Linked DNA regions of Pan troglodytes: region 1 is linked to region 2. Evidence: chromatin contacts called from public Hi-C data. All regions are on one chromosome and are shown on one strand. Each heading gives the region's core, a stretch centred on a gene start, on an enhancer-like site or on the middle of the called end of the contact. The rest is flanking DNA. Distances are from core to core; before and after follow the strand shown. Region 1 overlaps LOC134810468 (a long non-coding RNA gene). Region 2 overlaps CDK6 (cyclin dependent kinase 6).

Region 1 (5,926 bases), core at 1,756-4,255, 420 kb before region 2:
GCACAGGTAGCATAAATTACAGCAAATTTGAAATTTTAGGTGAATCTTTTATTTTTGAATCACAGGTTTCCATTTCTAGATAATCATTGCTTTATTAAAAGGTAGATGCTCCAAAGAGAGAAATAAATGCTTGCCTTCCTTGAGACAATCTCAAAGGAAATGCCATGTCTGTTTTTTGTTTAATTTAGTATTTGTAATATAAAGAGGCTTAAGACCTCAGTCTTCTAAAAGTTTTCAACCTGAAAGATGTGAGTTTATTATTATCTATGTGGCCTCCCAGTTTTGCAAATAATCCCTTGAAAACCTCCCTATGGCTGTTTATGTAAATGAGAGATAACTCTGTTTTAATTCATTTCACTGGGTATAGTGTACAAATTAAGGGAAGGAGAGCCAGGTATAAGAATCTAGTGAGCTGGGAAATATGGGATGTTTATTTTGTAGGATGTGGTTTAGAGATTCCTGGTTGGAATGGCCCATACCATAAGAGTTCCGGGTGGGTGCCATGCCACACAGGAAACAATTGTAGCCTGCCCCTGGGAGTAAGCCAGAGAGCTAACAAATTCAGTGTGCATTGTAATGCTTCATCAACACGCCTTCTGCAGGGCCTGCCCTCTCTGCTGGGTCACTGACCCTTATAAGTGCACAGTCATGGCCACCGCCTGACAGGCATGAAAAGGAGACAGACAATGGACGAGAAGGAGACATGCACAGAGGGGGAAAATGCACTCATTCAAGGGATTTACTGGTCAGGGATGTCATGTCCTATGTCCAGTCCCAGAATGCATGTGGTGGTGTTTAAGCCATGCATATCTAGCTACATAAATATAAGGAATGATTATCATCAATATATGAACATAAAAATATCCCTGAGAATCATGATTGATTTTTGTGGCAGCACAGAACAATGTAGAAAGTAGTTTTGTGTTATAAAATTTTTCACCAATTTATAAAAGCTTTAGATCATTAAAATTGATTAGAGTGTCATACAGCCTGATTTCAAAGGCATTCCAGACTCCAGAGGCGGCATCAGATAGTGACCCGCAAGCTGGGGAAAAAAACATTGAATTTGGGTCCTGAATTTGTCCTAAAGGAGCTGTGCAGCCTTTGGCCATTTGTTGCAAACAATCAGGCTCCCATTTCTTCATCTGTATACGAGTAGGTGCCATCTTAGTATAATGATACCATTTCCCCGATATTTTAGGATTTCTGTGTTTGTTACTATTCCTTTGCATCCTGAGATGATTCATATAGTTTCTTTTTCAGGAAGTTTAGGAAACATGTTAACACAGTGATTTTCAAAATGAACTTCTGAAACCCTATGTATTTCCCCTGTTCAGTAAGACATACTGGTATTATTTTACATATTGGAATGCCATGTAGACTTTTATTTCTTTTTATTCCATTTTTAAAAGGAGTCTATTTCAAGTCAAAAAAAGCATTTGAAAACCAGTTCTGAAGGATGTTCCTTTTACCTCTGATGGTGTATGATTCTTGTAATGAAAAGGGGATGCATAAATTTGTATCTTTTATTAATAAGCATTTTTCAAAGGCTCTTAACAGTGATATTAAATTAAATGTCTCTCCTATTGATTCTTGATCAAAATAGTGTTCTTATAGAAAAACTATGTATAGCAGATGCATCTGGAAAGGGACATGTGTTCTGAGAACCCCACTCTAGAATGGGAGCACTGTTCTAGAGTACATATACAGCCTCTACCACTACAGAGATTGTCACACAGAGTGGTATTATCACACTGGGTTTGTCAGCATTTCATGGTTTCTAATGGTCTCCTGTGCTTATAGAGCCCAGGGGCATCTCAAAAATGGCATCTTGGCTGGCATTCCACCTCAAAGTGCCTAACAACCCATCTTGCTTCTTGAAGAACTTCTGCTGATTATCAGTGGTTCAGGAAATGTAATCTAATTTTTAACACAAACCAAACCCAAACATAATTACATGCTAAATATGTAGAAAGAACAAGCATATGATGCAGTTCAAAGCCAAATAAACGTGATTTCTATTTTTGATCATTGAAAAGTAATCTTTCTCACCACTGCCTTCTATAAATATAAGGTAATGTGTGTGAGCCACATGCAAGTGGGTTCCTAAATCCCACTGTATATTTAATATTTATAGTAACTTTCACTCAAGAATCTACTCCCATATGTGCTAGCAATCATTTTTCCACTTTGAAAGCGTGAAGAAATTATTCCCATTTTACAAAAGTAAATAAATTTAGTCCTGGAGAGGATAACATTACAGTTCATTTTCATGTATAAATGTCCTTCCCTGCTAGAGACTGAGCACCTCTATGGGAAAAGAGTGGTGTCCGATTAAATGTTAAGGTGAAAAGTCCAGTTCATCCTCTGGAAGAAAAGAATGATATGTCCTTGTTCATCCCTAAGCCTTCTGGGTTGGAATAACGATAACTGGGATTTCATGAGAACCTAGAAGAGTGATCTTGTTTAATGTATTCACTCCCAAAATACAAAGTTTCTGGACTACCCTCTAGAAGCTTTTATTCTGTTGTATACAAACTCATTATCATTCATACAGCCTAAAATTTCACATAATCATTTGCTGACCACTTTGCAGTTAGGCTTTTTAGATATATTTTTAGTTTGTTCTTGATTTCCCTATTTGTTTTTTTTTTCTTGCTGGGGAGAGGGTGAGACATATTGAAATTTAATAGAGATGATTGTTAGACAGAATTTTGAAGGAAGTGAGTGTACTCACCCCACCCACTTCATCAGGAGATGCTTCCTCTGTGAGGTGGGATTTGAGTCATATTAATTTGTCCCAGACCACACCAAAATTAAGCTGTTCACGTCTGAAACATTCCATGAGTTCAGTTGCGAGGAGGAATTTGTTCAGCCATGTTATGGATTCATATTTCTCTCCTCTCCCAAGAAGGTCTGGGTGTCCTTATAAGGGAGAACGCCTCTGTTTCCCACAGTGTGGAGAGCGAAATAAATACTCTCTCACAGTCAATGCAGAGGTAACTTTTTTTTAATGGATTAAAAAAAAAAAAAAAGCAGTTCTGAGAGTCCATCACTGTTTCAGCATCCCCATTCAGAGAGGGGGCTTTTGTCTCTCTCTCAGTGGGAGCTGCCATTTTAATGGGGCCTCCAGCAGGGCCTGGTTTGATGATGTGAAGTAGGCCTGGAAGAATCGTGGAATTTTTTTTTTTTAATTTAGATTTTGGTTAATTTAACCATACTGGCTTTCAAATGAACTGAAATGTAAAAGTGAATCCACGGTAAATGTCCCTCAGAAACTGCTACCAGATAATTTCAGCGATTTCTCATTTCTGAAGCTCTCTCATGTGAAAACCAATCCCTTGAAGTTCTAATAGGCATTACCGGCCGTCTACCCCCAACCCCCAATCTATTTGCAAAGATGAAAATCGGTAGAATTCATTCTTAAAAATATGCATACGCATACACAGACACAAACGTGCACTCCTAAATGCTAAATGAAAACATTGCTTTTAGCTGATTGCTGATGCCAAGCCAGGATTGGGATAGCTTTGTGGTAATTCTGGGGTTTCCCTTTTGCCTGAGTCATGAACACCACGGTACATGGAATGCTCCCCGACCCCAGAGCCTTGGGAGTGCCAAAGCTACTCCCCAAGCCCTCGCCCCAGAGGAGGATTCCAAAATCCCCCACAGCACACTTTCTAGATAAAACTGTTGCTCTCAGTAATGAGGCCACAGCCTGCAGAGCCAAACTGGCCCGCAGGCCGCTTTCTGCAGGCCTGGCGCCGGACCTGCTCTGCCCCCGCCCGCCCCGCAGCCCCCGCGGCCACACAGTGGCTGCGCCTGGCAGCTGCGCGCCCAGATGCCAACCGCTGGAATGTGTTTTATGTTCCCGCGTCTCTGCCTGGCTGGCCTCGGGGGAAGGCTCTTCCCTGGCCTCTCCGGCTCCGGCGCTGGGCTGCGGCAGCTGGGGAACCGATGTGCGATCATTTTACACATGAGCTAGCTGTTCACCCTTCCAGGAACTGTTTGCCTGCACTAATTCCGCGCAAGATGCACACACTGAGCCCCTTTGTAGGGCTGAAGGATGACAGTCTCTCCGGCCTAGATTGGTTTAGTAAATGACTGACTGCATGGACCTGAGTACCTGGGTATTCGTGTGTGTGTGTGTGTGTGTGTGTGTGTGTGTGTGTGTGTGTGTGTGTGTGTGTGTGTGTTGACTTAAAGGCGCTCCCTCTTTGCAGAAATAAATGAATTAACGAATTTTTAAAAAGAAGGTAGAACTAACGCATTTTCGAAAAAAGCAAACATCAGGGAATGTACAGTTTGTTACAACATATCTATCCATGATTCCATTTTGGGGGAATTTATATGAAGATATCCCACAATCAGGCAATCGCCAAACAAGAAAGCATCCTTAATTGAGTTGAAACTGGGGGTAAGGGGACAGAAAAATCGCCCCCATAAAATAATTTCAAATTCAGCCTTGTGTTTCCCAGTAATTGGGCTGTCTGAGGATGAGACTGGGAGTGGAAAAATCCAAGTCAGTCTTAGAGCTGCACTTCTCAAAAGTGGCTGCAAAGGCTTTGAGGTGGTCAGTGATTTGTGTTTATTTACAACAATGCTTTAATTAATCATATTTAATAAGATTTGATATCACTTCATCGGTGGCTAAGCAAAATATTAATTATGATTTAGTTTGTTGAATTACCACTATCAAGAACTTGGATGATGATTTTTTAAAAATCATTTTATCTCTCTGTGCCTTTTCTATGCTTCAGAAGTGACAATGGCATGTTTAAGAGTCTAGGAAACATTTGAGCCTGGGATGAAAAGTCAGATACCGAAGACCCAGTTGTACACATAATGCATTTTTAGAGAAGATACATAAAAATGGACATCCAGCCAGGTGTAGTGGATCATGCCTGTAATCTTACCACTTTAGGAGGCCAAGACAGGAGGATTGCTTGAGGGCAGGAATTTTAGACCAGCCTGGGCAGTATAGCAAGACCCCATCTCTACCAAAGAAAAAAGAGAGAGAGAGAGAAAGAGAAAAAAAATGGACATCACTTACAAAGTACACTCTCAATAGCAGATATGCTCTATCTTTAAAAAAAGTTTTGAATTATTAATGTATCACCTTCTTGTTAAAGAAAACAATACCAAAATGTTTAAAATTAAAAGTAAAAATTACCTCCATTCCCACTCCCCTGGAATAATCACTTACAAATCCAACAAGTATCTTTCCAGTCTTTTTAAACACACAAACACATATACTGTATAATATATATATGTGTATAAAATATATGTGTGTATTGCATATGCTTGTATACATGCAATATACATTTAATGTACCTATAGAGAGAGGATCGCTTCTTTTTAATGGGATCTTGTTAAACATATTGTTCTATAACTTCCTTTTTACTCAGAAATATAATCATGAATAGCCTTTAATACCAGTATTATATTATTTGTAGTGGCTCCATAATATTCCAGAATATCAGTGTATGGTGTTTTATTTAGTCCTTCCCATATTTATGGTCATTAAAGTTATCCCAAATTCTTCAGTAATATCAATAATGCTGCCATAAACATCCTTGCATATATATCATAAATTTTAAATATATATTTAAATGCAGCTGTTTTTGTTGTTGTTTTTTGTTTTTGTTTTTGTTTTTTGCCTCTGTGGAAACTGGAACTGTCAACTGAGAAGGGAAAGGCAGCACGAAATGAAGTATAAGTGTTGCATAAAGAATAAAGGCTCAAGTTGCAAAGCAGTGAGTTGGAGTTGGCTTATAGGAACAGAAAGCAGACTCATTAAAAATTGCATTTTGATGTATAATGTATTTTTTTCAAAGTCATGAGGCTCTATGTTCTCACAATGTCTTCTTTCAGATAACATACCTGTAGGTGTGCACAACTCTGTCTCCAACTTTGTAACTGAACT
Region 2 (6,207 bases), core at 574-3,073:
CATAGCATTAAAACATTTACAGTGACTTTCCTCTGACATGCATATCATGTGTTTATCTCTTGTCTTTCTTACTTCAAGCAGCTGCTGCAGACAGTGTTACTATTTGTGTGGTGAGTGGAGACATGGTAGAAGTGCCATTTTATGCAGAGCCCTAACTGCTCTGCTCTGGAAACTTGTATGTTGCTTGTGTGGATCTTTTAGCTGCTCCTCTTTCTTCGTGTGGCTGAGCTCCAGTTCTTTTAGTTCAAATACATTTTCTGCTTGTGGTCATTTCAAAAGCACCCGCCATCAGAGATGGGATGCCTGGTGACCAAGTACCCATCCTTGTCCAGTGGGCTTCCTGTCCCCACTGAGTATCCTTGGTCACCCAGGTTGGTTCTGCATTGTTTTGTTTTGTTTTCCTGGGCAAAGGATGGTATGCTACACATCTCATTTTTCTTTGGAGCACCAAAATAGAAAATGAGAACCCTAAGTCTTTGGCAAAATAACTCTGCAACTTTGAGAAAGTCATTTAAAACACCTCGTGAAGGGCTTACACAGTGCCTGGCACATAGTAAGCACTTTAAAAAGTTATCTATTACTGTTACTATTAGAGTTCATCATTAATTATTTAACTTTTTATTTCCTTAACTTCATCTGAGAAATGAAACTCTGACTTAAATTCTCTATAAGATCCTTTCTTGTGCTCAAATTCTTTGGTTTCAGTTACATCGCTCCTTGATGATTTACATAGTTTCATTCATGTCTGCATGTTCATGCATGTATGCATTCATGTTTCTAGAATGTAACTGGGGCACTTCTTCTGACAAAGCATGCAGTGTGGCATCCTTTTTTGGGTTTTTGTGTTTGAAAGGCCCATCCAAATTGGAGTGGAGTAGGAAAAAAGTGGGAGTTCTAGACCAAAAATAGCCCTGATCTTTGGTCTGTGACATTTTATAGGAATCCCAGTGATTTTTATGAAATTCGAAGTCTGTAAGACTGCAACAAAAAAAAAACACCCCTAAAGAACAGATTTTCATATCAGCACTGTCTACTCAAGCATGACTGCTTAAAACAGTTAATAAAACTGGAACCTGATTTTGTTCTTTTAGTGACTAGAAGCAGCTAGACTTCTGTTAATGCCAGTGCTACTGCTGAGTCAGAACATAGTAGCTTTAAGGCCTGAATAACATTTGCTAGTTTTTTATGCCTGGGGGCTTCCTGGGTCCAGGGCAGGTGATGCTACTGCTCCTACTACTGACCACTCTGTACAGTGGATAAATTCAACACAAAGCCTTCATGTTACCCCTGCTTCTGAATGGCAAGTTCTTTAATCACTCAATGATGAACTCCCATCTATTTTTCCCCATGACTGTTGAATGTATTTTGTGTGCATGTGATCATAAAGAGGAAACTAGGGAAAGCAGACATACTGATGACCTTCTGTTAAAAGGAAAGAGAATCTTGACTAAAGTCAGCTTGCCAGGACTTGAAAGCCATCACCTTCTTTCCCTTATTTATACTACCTGACAGTTGTGTCTACCTCCAGCACTGATGTCTGCAATCTTGTTAACCATTGTTAGTGCCCCCTTAGTACATGAGGCCAGTGAAATGGACCAGAAGGAACATTTGACCGGCATGTTTGACCTGCTTCCAAAGAAAAGCCAGTTCTGCTTTTGGCAAAGTCCTGACAATCGTAGGTTGCCAACAGCAAAGAAGCTGTAGAGTTCTATGGTTTGTGCCTTTAGATTTTACTTTGTGGTTTCTGGCATTGTGTCATCAAAATTATGTTCTGTTTCCTCTGAATGCATTACCTTGCCAGAGAAAAGGGACAATGCTGCACCCTAGCGTCACTGCTGAAGTACTTGAAAAAATATTTCTGTCTCCTCCATCACTGCCATTTATAGATTTTGTGCCCTGTTGGGCTTGCCAACATAAATGTCAACTTTTAAGGCTTATATTCAGCTGTCCAAATAGTGGAATTAAATGCAAGCATTTTTTAATGGACCTATCAGAATTTCACAACACATATATGGGCCATAAAAGTTCATTCTGGACATGAAACCAAATTTTTTTTAAGGAAAGCCATATTCACATACTCTTTTTTATTTTTTTCTTTGGAGACAAGGTCTTGCCCTGTTGTCCAGGCTGGAGTACAGTGGTGCGATCTTGGCTCACTGAAGCCTTGGCCTTCCGAGCTCAAGTAATCCTCCTATCTAAGCCTCCCAAGTAGCTGGGACTACAGGCACAGGACACCACAACCAGCTAATTTTTATATTTTTTATAGAGATGGAGTTTCACCATGTTGCCCAGGCTGGTCTTGAACTCCTGGGGTCAAGTGGTCCGCTTGCCTCGGCCTTCCAAACTGCTGGGATTACAGCCACCCCACCTGGTCCATGTTCACATACTCTTAAAGGGAAAAACATTTCTGTGTTTAGGAAGATTTAAGCCTTCAAGTAATAGCAAGTATTAAAAGTGAAACAATAGTTTTAGCCTGTGACATCTTAGAGCATTTTTAAGAATGATGTCATAGCTAAATGGAAATAAAATATTGGAATAGAGAGAACGGAACTCACTCTGGACTCTGTGACTGAGCTTGCTATCTGTGACTTTGGCAGTTCATTTTATTCCTCATTCTCAATTTCCCCATCTATAAAATGAGACTAATAACACCTGACTTATATGTCTTAGGAAATTATTACAGGAATCAGAGGAGGTGATAGACTTAAAGTTTTATATATATAGTTATGTGTTTGTTTAAAATTTTATATAAAATTATATAAAGTTATTTGTATATGTACACGCATACAAACAGAGATGTGCTGTTCCTCTGAAGGCTTTTGGCATTCAGTTGATCATATACTTGCAAGATGTAATTAGATGTAGATACATTCAAAGCCACAAATAAAAAAGATTTTAAATATTTCTAGGAGTTATTAATATAATCAATTTCTAGCTGACTGGTGAATATACACAAAAATATTGATACACATAGACCTGAAAACTAAAAAGGAATGAAAGGAAATTTTTAAAGCTCTCTAACAAGCATTTTTCATTCCCTCCTCTGCCCTGTCCCATTGTATCCAGACACTTACACGTGCATTTCTTTTCATAATTAATAGTGGTATTTTTGGTTTTTTTCTTTTTACTTCGATTGTAGGCTGTACTATTGAACAAATCTATATATTGCTCATTGTCATTTCTATTTATTGCTTCTAGTAAATATGTCCATGAATCTGTCTTTGCCTCAATAATGTAGCTCTCTCAGTATGCCTGATAGAGGCCAAATTACAGTGTCTTCCCCAGACACCCAGGCAGAGAAGCCGTGATGACAGGGGTATCTTCCCAGCTGAAGTCTATGGCCTGGGCTCTGTGTAGGTGAGGGAAGGGGAAATGAAGTGCTACAGATCTTGAGACCTGTACCACATCTTCCTGAAATCTGGAAGTACATTCATAAGAACACCTCTTCCTGGGCCTTAGTCCCAACAAGTAGAGGCCAAGCAGAAGACCCTAATGTGGGCCAGCACAATTTCTAACTGTAGTTAAAATTATTTGTTCAGTATTTGAATAGCTATGTACCCCGTCCACTAAACTATGATTTTATTTTTGGTTCAGAGTTATACAGTCTGTGTGAGAAAGAAGTCCCTGCATCCTCTGATTTTCTCTGTTCAAACCTACTTACGACCTATATGTAAACTATAAATAATATCTATACAATGTATAAGTTATGTAAGTCCATTGACCCATTAATTTTTTAAAGAATCTTAAGTTATACATAGATATAAGCAGTTCATATTTTAAGTGTGGTAATGATGTATTTCCTATGCATCTTGTATTAATAACATTTTCTAATTATAATAATAGTCGGCAGTGTATTGATTGATAATTGACTGTGTGTGATGTATATCAGGTGCTGTGCTATGTACTTTAAATTATAAATGTATATATTACTATAAATTTAAATAAAGTATAACTGATCCTCATTACAACTGTAAGTTATTATCATTGTATACATAAAGACACTAAGGGTCATAGATGTTAAGTAATTTGTCCTTACCTGCCAGTAAGTGGCAGGTGCAGGATTTGAACCCAAATCTGCCTATTTCCGAAGCCTGTGCTTATCACTTGCTGTTCTTTCCACATTTCTGATCCCAGAATGGTTTTCAGGGGAAATATAAATAATAGTCTTTTAATTTACTGTTTGCTCACTTTGGAATACCACAGACTTCCTTTTATAAAATCATGTTTGTATAATGCAGGCCTAACACGTTTTAGCCTCATTTTTCCTTCTGATTCTAATGTATATATTTAATATGTAGGGAATTGCTCTTTAACCAAAAATGCAACCAAATTGATATGTTAATAAACCATGTTGGATGAGCATCATAAAATCATGTCAATACTGGGGTGTTCGATCAAAACACAAAAAGCATTCTTGGACATAAAGGAAGATATGTACCAGTATGGGTCTCCTCTGAATACAATAAGTCCTGCTTTGTCACTAAGTCAGAGCTTACTGCCTGGTAATATATTTTCTATTTCTACATCATCCCTTACATTTAGTGTCTGCTACCAGAGCAATCTCTTATCTCCTCCCACTGAATTTTACAATTCTTCTGTGAGATTACCCTCTCCTCCATGACCACCATATTGCAGTAGGACAGAGATAAACAGAGACCCTGCCAGTAATAAAGTGAAGGTCTCCTGGGACTCTGCCCCCCATGTCTCCCCCTTAGATTTTGCCTTTCTCTGGAAATTGATGAGAAAACAGCTTCTGCATAGTAGCTAATGCTTATGTCCATGTGTGGTTCTTTTGTAGCGTAATTGGACTCCCAGGAGAAGAAGACTGGCCTAGAGATGTTGCCCTTCCCAGGCAGGCTTTTCATTCAAAATCTGCCCAACCAATTGAGAAGTTTGTAACAGATATTGATGAACTAGGCAAAGACCTACTTCTGGTAAGTTTTTCTGATGTCAAGCTCGTCTGCACTGTGCCAGTGAGACACCTGCCCTACCCAGACTGGGTGGTGGGCACAAATATCAGTTCAGTAGCTGCTATAGGCATCACATGCCACAGCCACATGGAGCAGGAGGCAACAGTCCCTCCAGAGGTTTTATTTTCACACTTGTAGCAGCTGGTGGCTTTTGATTCTGGAATGTCTTTCTGATCCACATTTTTTTAAATCTGCCATCTTTGAATGTTTATTTCAATGCAGGTTTAGAAGCCTCTCAATTCACTTTGACATATATTTCTTTAGAAGTAAATATTATGTTTCCTTTCTTACAGTTTCATGCTACTTTAAGTAATTTGTTTGTCATTTTAACGTGCCTTTTCTTAAACATTCACAACTTTGGGGAGATGTTTTTCCAAAAGAACTATATAGCAATACTTCTTCTAGTTGCTGATTTATTTAATAAGTATTTAGTGTGCCAGGGACATATAAAATACCTCACTGAAAATAAGGACTTCTGTGCTCTGAGACTCTTAATGCTCAACCATATACATAATTTCCTATACTTGGAGGCCAGAACAATAGGTAGAAAAGTATACCTGTTGGGCTGTTCTTGATGTCTGAAACCCAGTGAGTAATGAGTGTCTCCTTTACCTCCTGAATTAACAGCCTTTGATATCTGCTTCTGCCCGTGGGTGAAGCACAGGTCTTCTCCATGTGTCTCATGCTGGGGCCCATGCCAGAGAGGCAGCAGCTCCCTGGGGCATGTTTTTCTCATGATAGAAGGTATCGATGCTCCAGAAGGGCAAGCAGAAATATACAATGCCCCTGAAGGTCCATACTTGGAAGAAGTACCCGCCACTCTGCCCATGTTCCATTGGCCAAAGCAAGTTCCATGCCTAAGGCCAACTTGAATGGAGGAAAGAATGCTCCCCCTATGGTGAGAGGGGAGAGAAAAGAGGGAATATGTACTAAAAGTTATCCAATCTACCATAGTATCCAACTCTTGACTAAGTTGTGATTCCAAAAGCTCATTTTATAAGTAAACTATTTGGCAATTAAACTAAATTTTCTTGCAGAAACAATATTATTAACACAACGTTTTTTAATTAACCCTCAACCTGTCAACCTTGTTCCTGAAGTAGAGCAATAATAGAACTTAAACACCTTTTTTTAAACCATATTTCTATAGGACAAAATGTATTAAGACTTCCAACTTGAGATTCTCCCACACCCCCACATTTGGCTAAGGTGTTCTCCTTCTCTCCACCCTCTTCCC

The links. Hi-C and Micro-C count contacts between places; a contact is called where the count stands out from the background.
Region 1: a contact with region 2 is called in a Hi-C map of stem cell-derived neural progenitor cells, with 4 times the contacts expected there. The contact joins two enhancer-like sites. A contact is called at or near these places in 3 of 7 Hi-C or Micro-C datasets (blood, induced pluripotent stem cells and stem cell-derived neural progenitor cells) and 1 of 1 other capture datasets (stem cell-derived neural stem cells).

Annotation. Positions count from the first base shown.
Region 1 is chr6:102,418,475-102,424,400 of NHGRI_mPanTro3-v2.0_pri, reverse strand. It overlaps LOC134810468 (a long non-coding RNA gene), which reads right to left. Exons shown (of 3, transcript XR_010158592.1): 1 at 5,884-5,926; 2 at 4,917-4,997. Among named protein-coding and RNA genes, the nearest start is that of SAMD9, 73 kb to the left of the region's middle. Within about 2 kb of position 3,005, at least 3 of the 24 cell types and tissues checked have an H3K27ac peak or open chromatin away from gene starts, as enhancers often do. A contact at or near this core is called in stem cell-derived neural progenitor cells, where this site is marked.
Region 2 is chr6:101,993,572-101,999,778 of NHGRI_mPanTro3-v2.0_pri, reverse strand. It overlaps CDK6 (cyclin dependent kinase 6), which reads left to right. Exons shown (of 8, transcript XM_003318579.6): 7 at 4,799-4,934. Among named protein-coding and RNA genes, the nearest start is that of FAM133B, 30 kb to the right of the region's middle. Within about 2 kb of position 1,823, at least 7 of the 24 cell types and tissues checked have an H3K27ac peak or open chromatin away from gene starts, as enhancers often do. A contact at or near this core is called in stem cell-derived neural progenitor cells, where this site is marked.